2 separate regions of the Mus musculus genome follow, and region 2 is linked to region 1. Evidence: chromatin contacts called from public Hi-C data. All regions are on one chromosome and are shown on one strand. The core of a region is the stretch at or near the end of the contact, and the rest is flanking DNA. Distances in the headings are between cores, read along the strand shown. Region 1 holds the start of Zcchc4 (zinc finger, CCHC domain containing 4). Region 2 has its middle 13 kb from the start of Sod3.

What was found. Hi-C and Micro-C count contacts between places; a contact is called where the count stands out from the background.
Region 2: a Hi-C map of adipose-derived mesenchymal stem cells shows a contact between it and region 1, with 2.1 times the contacts expected there. The contact joins the enhancer-like site here to the promoter of Zcchc4 in region 1. A contact is called at or near these places in 2 of 39 promoter capture datasets (cranial neural crest and embryonic stem cells), 1 of 484 Hi-C or Micro-C datasets (adipose-derived mesenchymal stem cells) and 1 of 115 datasets of contacts at active chromatin or transcription factors (pancreatic cancer cells).

Annotation. Positions count from the first base shown.
Region 1 is chr5:52,780,727-52,784,951 of GRCm38.p6, forward strand. Zcchc4 (zinc finger, CCHC domain containing 4) reads left to right here and starts at 2,329. Exons shown (of 13, transcript NM_001308144.1): 1 at 2,329-2,488; 2 at 3,263-3,381. The coding sequence starts at 2,365.
Region 2 is chr5:52,348,636-52,352,670 of GRCm38.p6, forward strand. No RefSeq gene overlaps it. Among named protein-coding and RNA genes, the nearest start is that of Sod3, 13 kb to the right of the region's middle. Within about 2 kb of position 2,581, at least 16 of the 459 cell types and tissues checked have an H3K27ac peak or open chromatin away from gene starts, as enhancers often do. A contact at or near this core is called in adipose-derived mesenchymal stem cells, where this site is marked.

The DNA.
Region 1 (4,225 bases), core at 1,079-3,578:
GAGCCAGAACTGCTGGGTTGAACAGGCAGTTAGAGTTCAGAAAGAACAAGAAAGGGTGAGCTTATTCACCAAGAAGTCTCAGAAGCTGAAAACATTCTAAGTCCAGATATATGGAGGCCAGAAGCTTCCAGGACCAGGCCTAGGTCAGCAGATTGAGACCATAATCCTTCCAGACAACAGTTGGATAGGCAAATAAAAAGTACTTTTACATCTGTGACTGGAGTGGTAAAGCAAAAGACCATATTCTACCAAGCATCTGGAAATTTACAGGGAAGGCTAATAGGCAGAGCTACTTGTTGCAGAAAACACCATCCTTGTGGAAAAGGATGCCCCAGTAGTGACTACACATCTCCATCATGATGACTGTCGTATCAGTCATCTCTGTTGCTTGTGTTTGATAGGACCAAAGTTTTTCAACCAGAAGATAGAGACAATGCTAAGACATTCTCTACAAAAGATCTGGCTTCACTCATTGTGTTTGAAGGAGATTTGGAGAGTGGAGTTCTCTGAGGATAATGGGATAGTCTTCCTGGTACTTGTAGGATTTTACTGATTTGTCCAGAGACTCTGTGGGAAGAGTTTCCGAATTCATTGGGTCTTAGGATCAAACTCTGAGTGACAGGACAGGCAGCCAGAGTCCACCCCTGTGCTCGGGTCTATTTTCAGTTTCCATCAGAATCCTTCCAAGGATTTCAGAGTATTTCTGCCCCCAGTATTTCCCAGTATGAAGTAAAGACTCTATTAGGCAATAAAAACACTCATAACTTACTGATGATTATCATAACCCTGTTAGCAAATAAATACATAGATGTCTATCAACCATAGTTAACACCTCATAACATTCCAGTTACCGATGGGATGTGTACGTAAATGTTCCCCCACCCCACCCGCAAAAAAAAAACCCTAAAACCTAGGATCTTGGTGATGTTGTAGCCTCCCCAGTTTTTTAAATTTTACTCTAATGCCTATGCAATAAAATCCCCTAGTGGCAGAGTTTCTAGAATTTGTGCCTGTTGTAAACTGGTGAATAACTGTGTACCTAAATCTAAGGTGTGGGATTTTTCTCACCAAAGTTTTTCCTCAGAAAAGAGAAGACTGTATCATTTTTGAAGGCTGCTTTATTATCATAATTATATACCTCCTCATGTACCTTATTCAGATCAGAGTGTGTGCATGTGCATGTGTGTATACACGCATGTACGCGTGTTACAATTTGCAATTTCATTGACAGATGTGTGTATGAATGAGCCTTGACTACTACTACCACTGTTTGGAATTAGATAGACTGATCTCTCCCACTTGGTTATTTTCTTTTAAAATTATTTTAGCCATTTCTTTGCCTTTCCCTATAAAATTCAGAATAATACTTTGTATATCTGGCTGAGATTTTGCTAGAAACTGCACTCAACCTGTCTGCACTTAACCTGGTAGGAGGTGGCATCTTTACTGTGTTCCGTTTCCCGTGTAATGAACAGACCACGCTTCCACATTTATTTAGATCTTTCTTGATTTTTTTTTCAACCACATTTTCTAGTTTTCTGCTCATGAGACCTGTGTACGTTAAACAAATACATGCTTCTTTTGCTTGGAAATTCTAAGTGGTATTCTAAATTTTATGTTTAGACAATCACTGCCAGGGTATGTTAGTCTCATATCCTGAAACTTACCAAACTCAAGTTAACCTAGAAGTTATTTAAAAAGTGTACATTCTTTGATATTTTTTATGTAGACAACTGCCACTGGCAAATGGCGACATTCTTTTCCTGAGGTACAAACGAGAACGAGAATTCAATAATTACGTGTAAGAGCAAGTGTTAGATGAGCTCCAGGCATGGTGAGGCATGTGTTTGTAACCCCAGCATTTGGGAGGTAGAGGCAAAAGATTAGGAGTTCCAGGCTACACTCTGCTACTGGGGAGTTAGAGGCTAGCCTGGACTACATGAAACCCTGTCAGAGAACAGAACAGAACAGAACAGAACCAAACCAAAAGACTAGACAGTTCTTTGGCATTGTTAAACGCAATAGAGCTGCTGTGCTGTGTGGTTCAGCCATTGTTTACCTCTTTGTTGCTCTTTTGGATCTATAATCTAATCAGATCTTTGTTCTAAAGATTCATCTCTTCTCCTGGTTATAGGTGCTCTCTTGGCATAGGCCTTCCAGCTTCACCCCAGAACCCCCACGGGTGTGTGTGTGGGTGGGTGGGTGGGTGGGTGGGTGGGTGTCCTGCTTAGTTTCTCACTCTGGGTCTGACGGCGGCATGGCTCCTCCAGGACGCGTGGGGCGCTGTGGGTTCCGCGTGCCGCGGCGGCGCTCTTTCTCCGCCTCCTTGGTTGGGACAGAGGCTTTCGGGACTTCGGCAGAAAGATGGCGGCGCCCATGGACTGTCTTGAGTCCCTGGAGGGTGATGGCGACGCGGGGCGTAGGGCGTCCGGGGTAGAGGTGGCGCTTCCCTCGAACCCCACGGCTCCTGCCCCGCTGTGCCCGCACGGTGGGTCGGCGTCTGCGCTCAGCCTTGCCGGCGGCGCCAATGGCGAGGCTTGGGCTAGGTGCTCTGCGGGTTTTTCGGATTTGTGTCTGGAAGAGAAGGCTTTTTCCCACCCCCTCTTCCTTACCTTGTGTGATGCGTGAATAACACCCGGTTTCAGAAAGTGTTTGTCACTCTATTTAGTAAACCCCCAGAGAGGTCCTGGCTGCTGGAGCTTTGTCTCCAGAGCTGTTAGCATCTCTGCTTTGGGGGACAGGTTAGGGAGAAAGCCGAACGTAGAATGCACGGGGCTGAAGGCTTCTTGCTGACAAGTTCTTAGCGGAATTTAATTTGTTGAATTGATGGGGTTTTATTGTTTTGAAGTTAGAATAAACAACAAAACCCTGGAAGCCTAATTAAGTTTACTTCTTGCGGCTTTCCAACTGTAAAGCTCAGGGTTTCACTGAAAATGGTAACGGCAAACCTTGCAGTTCTCCGGGCTTTCCCCCTTGTTTTATTCGCGTTTGTTCTTTTAAGCATACTTTCGTCATGGACCCCAGCTGTTGACTATTGTAATGTAAACAGAAAGCATTTTCTTTTTGAAGAGAGCAGTTTTAAAAATTATTTCTAATATTCAAATGCATCAGTGTTGCAATGGAAGAAAATAAGATTTATCAAAGAGGATAGTACATTGAATTATAAATTATGTATAATGCCTAAATAAGTTTTATTTAAGGCAGAGAAACTTGGTGTAGACTACTGCTTGATACTTATTTTTTCTTCCTATTCTGGAACTAGGGCCTACTCTTCTCTTTGTAAAAGTGAACCAAGGGAAGGAAGAAACACGAAAGTTTTATGCCTGCTCAGCCTGTAGAGATAGAAAAGACTGTAACTTTTTTCAGTGGGAAGATGAAAAGGTACAGTAACATTTTGGCTAGTTTTACGGAGAATGAACCAGTAAACATGAAGTTTAAGCATTATATAAAAGGATTTCTTTATTTTAGTGCATTTGGTATTTTTAAAGATTTTTTTTTTCCTTTTTTTTTTTTTTTTTTTTTTTTTTTTTTTTTTTTTGAGACATTGTTTCTCAGTGTAGCCCTGGCTGTCCTGGAACTGATTCTGTAGACCAGGCTGGCCTGCCTTTGCCCCCTGAGTCCTGGAATTATAAATGTGTGCCATCACTGCCCAGCTTAATGATTAATTATGTGTATATGTGTGTGCACCTATTTATTGGTATGCACACATGAGTGCAAGTACCCATGGATATCAGAAGAGATCCTCCGATCCCCTAGAACTGCAGTTACAGTCAGTTATGAACCTCCTGATGTGGGTGTTTTAAATAGAGTTAGGTCTTAAGGTAGTGTTTGATCTCAACTACTGGGCCATCTCTCTCACCCCAAGATAAATATCTTAGGAGGGATGAAAATTTCATGCTTTGGATTTTGTTTTTAAATTCTGGGCATTAAAGTTAATACTTAACTCTGAACTTTGATACAGATGTGTTATTGTCTTAAATGAAAATTAGTTCCCTATAAGATTTGATGTGTTAGTATTGGGTAGTCAACTTACAACTTCAGTTTTGCTATTTATTAGTTTCTTTTGGTTTGTTTTTGGTTAGTTTTTGGTATCTTCCTGTGTAGCTCTGACTGTCCTGGGTCACTATGTAGACCAGGTTGAACTCAAATTCACAGAGCTCCACCTGCCTCTGCCTCCTGAGTGTGCCATTACTCCTTGCAACTTCTAGTTGGTAATGAGAATATT
Region 2 (4,035 bases), core at 1,331-3,830, 430 kb before region 1:
TCCCCTGCAGTCCTGTAATTCTGAACAAATGAGAAGAAACCCAGTGCTGGGATAACAGTGTGCACAGCCACGCCCAGATTCCTGGGTGCTTGGGAATCCAAACTGAGGTCTACACACTTAGACAGCAAGCTCTGTTACCCACTGAGTAATCCCCAACCTACAAGTTCATTTCCATATAGATGTCTCTTCTTTTCAGGACCCAAACCTTTTCTGTTAGCTGACTCTGCTAAGTGGCAAGGGGTAGAAAGGCAAACTCATGCTAACTTCAGTACAAAGAGCGATTTTAATGGTTTACATAATCGAAAACTCTAGATCTTCTATTTGATTAGTCATGCATCCCCCACATTTCTGACAACTCTAGGCCAAGTGTCCTGGAAGCTGTTTGTATCACTGAGGAGGGAATCTGGCTGTGCCTCAAAGACTCACCTCTTTGACCAGGGTGGCAGGGTTGGGGGACAGTGTCACAGGGACCACACAGAGGGAATGGCAATATCCCTTAAAGAAAGAGGTAGTGCTCGGCTCTGTCTTCTGCGTGACTGACAGGTGGCTTCTGACACTGGAGGTTGTGTCCTCTATGCATCCAACATGGAATCCTGTGTTTAACTCTGGGTTTAATTCTGGGTCTTCAATTCTATTCCATTGATCTACCTACCTGCCTATGTTTTTACCAATACCATGTGGTTTTTTGTTTTTGTTTTTGTTTTTTTTTGTTTGTTTGTTTGTGTTTTTTTTAATCACTATTGCTCTGTAGTACAGCTTGAGGTCAGGGATGGAATCAGGGAATTGTGAGTCAGCAGATGGATGTCCCCAGGGGGATTTCACTCCCAAGAGTGAATGGAATTCATGGGGCATGAAGGACCTTCGAGGCTCTCATAGTGTCTCCTTGAGATGCACTGGGATTCGTTTATCTGAGGTTCTGACGATCACATGTTCCCGTCCACCATTTTTATATCTGTTCTCAGCAAGGGACCAGCTCTGAAAATAAGGAGGCCGTTGGTGACAACAGTCTACAACTTAGTCTTGTTAGCTTGCAGACTGGAGCCTCTTTCTTACCATTTGTCGAGAGTTTGGGGTTTCCTCAGCACATCTCTCAGGCACCCCAAAGATGGTTTCGAGGGCTCATGGGCAGGGAGAGATGATTTGTTAATCTCTTTCATTTTTCACATGGGCTGTTGAGTCACTTGAAACACTTTAATTGCTTCCTGTTATGAGACCAGTGGAAAAGGATGAATGAATTCAACCATTCATTTGGAAATGTAAATGCTAGCTGGCTAGAGAGGAAAAGAAAAAAAAAAAAACAAAAACAAGTCTTGTTTTTCACAAACAGCAGCCAAGAAGTGCCAGTACCATCACCATCACCATCACCATCACCATCACCACCACCACCACCACCACCATCACCATCACCATCACCATCACCACCACCATCACCATCACCATCACCATCACCATCACCACCACCACCACCACCACCACCACCACCACCACCACCATCACCATCACCATCACCATCATCATCATCATGTTTGGGGGCATTTTACATTTTGGAAATTATTTATATAACATGGGTGATTCAGCCGTCAACAGTTCCTCCTTTGCCTTTCTTTCCTAAGGTCTCATTTCAGGCTCTGTATTTTACCACTGGACTTGGGGTACAGAGAGTCCCCAAGGAAAGTTCCTAATGAATCTAGCTCAATTGGCATGCGGCAGTCCTGTAGGATGGCTGATTCCATAGATGGAAGAAAGGAGGTGCTTGGAGCCCAGATGTTTCTGCATATCTTTTTTTTTTAATCCCTCTGGTCTTAATACTCTATAATTTGATTTAAAAACTCAGTTTCAGCCTGGGTTTGAGGCCAAAAAGAATACAAGTTTTCTTACCCTGGGAGGAACTGGCCTTTATAGGGTATTGTTCAAAACAGGTTTTCCCTTTCCCCACTCTGGGCACCAGATCCCAGACTACAGTTTACAATCGAATCAACTCAGAATGTCTGCCAGAAATGCTTTTGGCTGAAAATAATGGAAAATATGACAAGAAGTTTCTGAGACACTTGGTCAGTTGTCACAGAGAAAAACAAAGTCTGGAGCCAGTAGGTGGGTCTTGTTGTACCAGCGGGACTCACAGTGTCAGTGACTTTTAGCTTCTCTCAAGTGATCCTGTAACTGCCCATGACTATCTTTTATACTTCCCCTATATGCCACCCTATTTCTGGGAGGATAAAGGAAGAGAAATGTCCTATTTCCCAGATGTTTTGATGTCTCATGGCCAGAAACTAAGTCACAGGGCATCGATACAAATAATGAGTCTGGCAGGACAAGCCTCCTTTTACTCTTGGAACAAAATGGAGTTTCCTTTGCTAGGTCTGAAGGAGGGAGGATGTTGGGTAAGTAGCCGGCACTGTCTGCCACACTGGTGCTGGAATTTCCCTTTAGGTCTTTAACGTATTCTGGAAGTTCTCTAATTTGAGAGCATATAAAGACAGTGAGATCAGTTGGGATTGACAAGTTTATCCTACAGAATTAAAGTGCTCATAATTACCCAAGAACAGAAAGGTCCCAAACTCCAGCCTCTGGCACCAGCGACACTGAAGTCAGGCTGTGGAGTTCCTGATCTCTGAGAAACAATGAGAAAAGTCTTAGCAAGCTACAGCCCAGGGAATGTTTCTGTCTGGACTGTCTCATCCCTTGTCATCCACCCTGCTTCCTCTTGTTCTCAGTCATATACAAGACACATGGATACACTGTGTTCTCTCTACCCATCCCAGTCATACATACATACATACATACATACATACATACATACATACATACATTCACCTACTCTACCCCCACTTTTATTCATTCAATTTAAGTTTTCTGAATTCAGTCAAGTAACAGTCTTACAACAGTACTTTTTAAAAAATCTTTGCTAGACTATTGCTAAGGCTATTGCACAGGTCTGTGTAAGCATCCTTTAGTGTACTTGCAAAAGGACATTTTTCTTTCCCCACATCAGGCTATGTGGTTAGTTTCTCTGCTCCCAACAAGCTGCAATCCTCAACTTGAGTGGAGGAATTCTGAATCTGCTGTGGTTTGACCATGACCACAATGCTTTTTGAGGGTTACTTGGGAAAATTCTCTTTAGAGCTAGCTCTAACTTTATAGCATAATGCAATGTTCAGAGTTGGATAGTTAAACTATGACTCGCCTTCCTTTAACCAACACAGTCAGCTCTGAAGCACCGGGTTTTGCTACTGAGCCCCATGAGGGTAGGTGGTATCTCTATTTTCATGCAGAGAGAACACAAGAACAAGAAAGAAAAATATTAAAACAGCATTGCATTCCTCTCAGAGCTCAGACACAGACGTCTGGGCCATCACCCAACCTTCCCAGGAATCGTCTTGCTTTTCCAAGAAACGGAAGGGATTTTCCATCCTGTGGGAATAGGAAGTGTGTGCTGAGGTGACTACTTAGCTCAACCCATTCTAGGACGAGGCCACAGACCACACATCAGCGTGAAATAGATGCTCATTTCTCAAAATTTTAGAAACCCGAGCCCAAGATCAAGGTGTCTCCCCGGCCCTTCCGGCTCACAGGTGCCATTTTCTGAGAGACTGAGTGACAGACAGAAGGAGTTCTGATCCATCTTCCTCCTTCTCCAAGGACATACATTCCATCTTGGTGTTGACTTTCCACAGCTCTCACTAACGAATCCCTTCACGTGGAGCTTAGGAGCTGAGGGAATGGGTGAATGGCCGCGAGTGAGTGAAGAACACAGAGGAGGAAAGCCAGGGAGGAGGTGGCTTGGTGACTCTTGTTTTATGACAGTCACCCCCAGCTCAGCGGCTTCTAAATAGTCATCCTTTCCCCTTTCTTCAAGATTCTAGCAGGCGCTTCCTTCATCTTATCTAGTGTTGGTCTTGTAGGTGTCGACTGGAGATTTTGGCCTCAGAAAACAGAAGCCATGGCCCTCTCCCATATGCCCTCTCCTCCTCTGAGGCCTCTTCTGGGGTCTGGTCTGCCTCATAGGAAATGTAACTCCTCTAGCAACTCAAAATT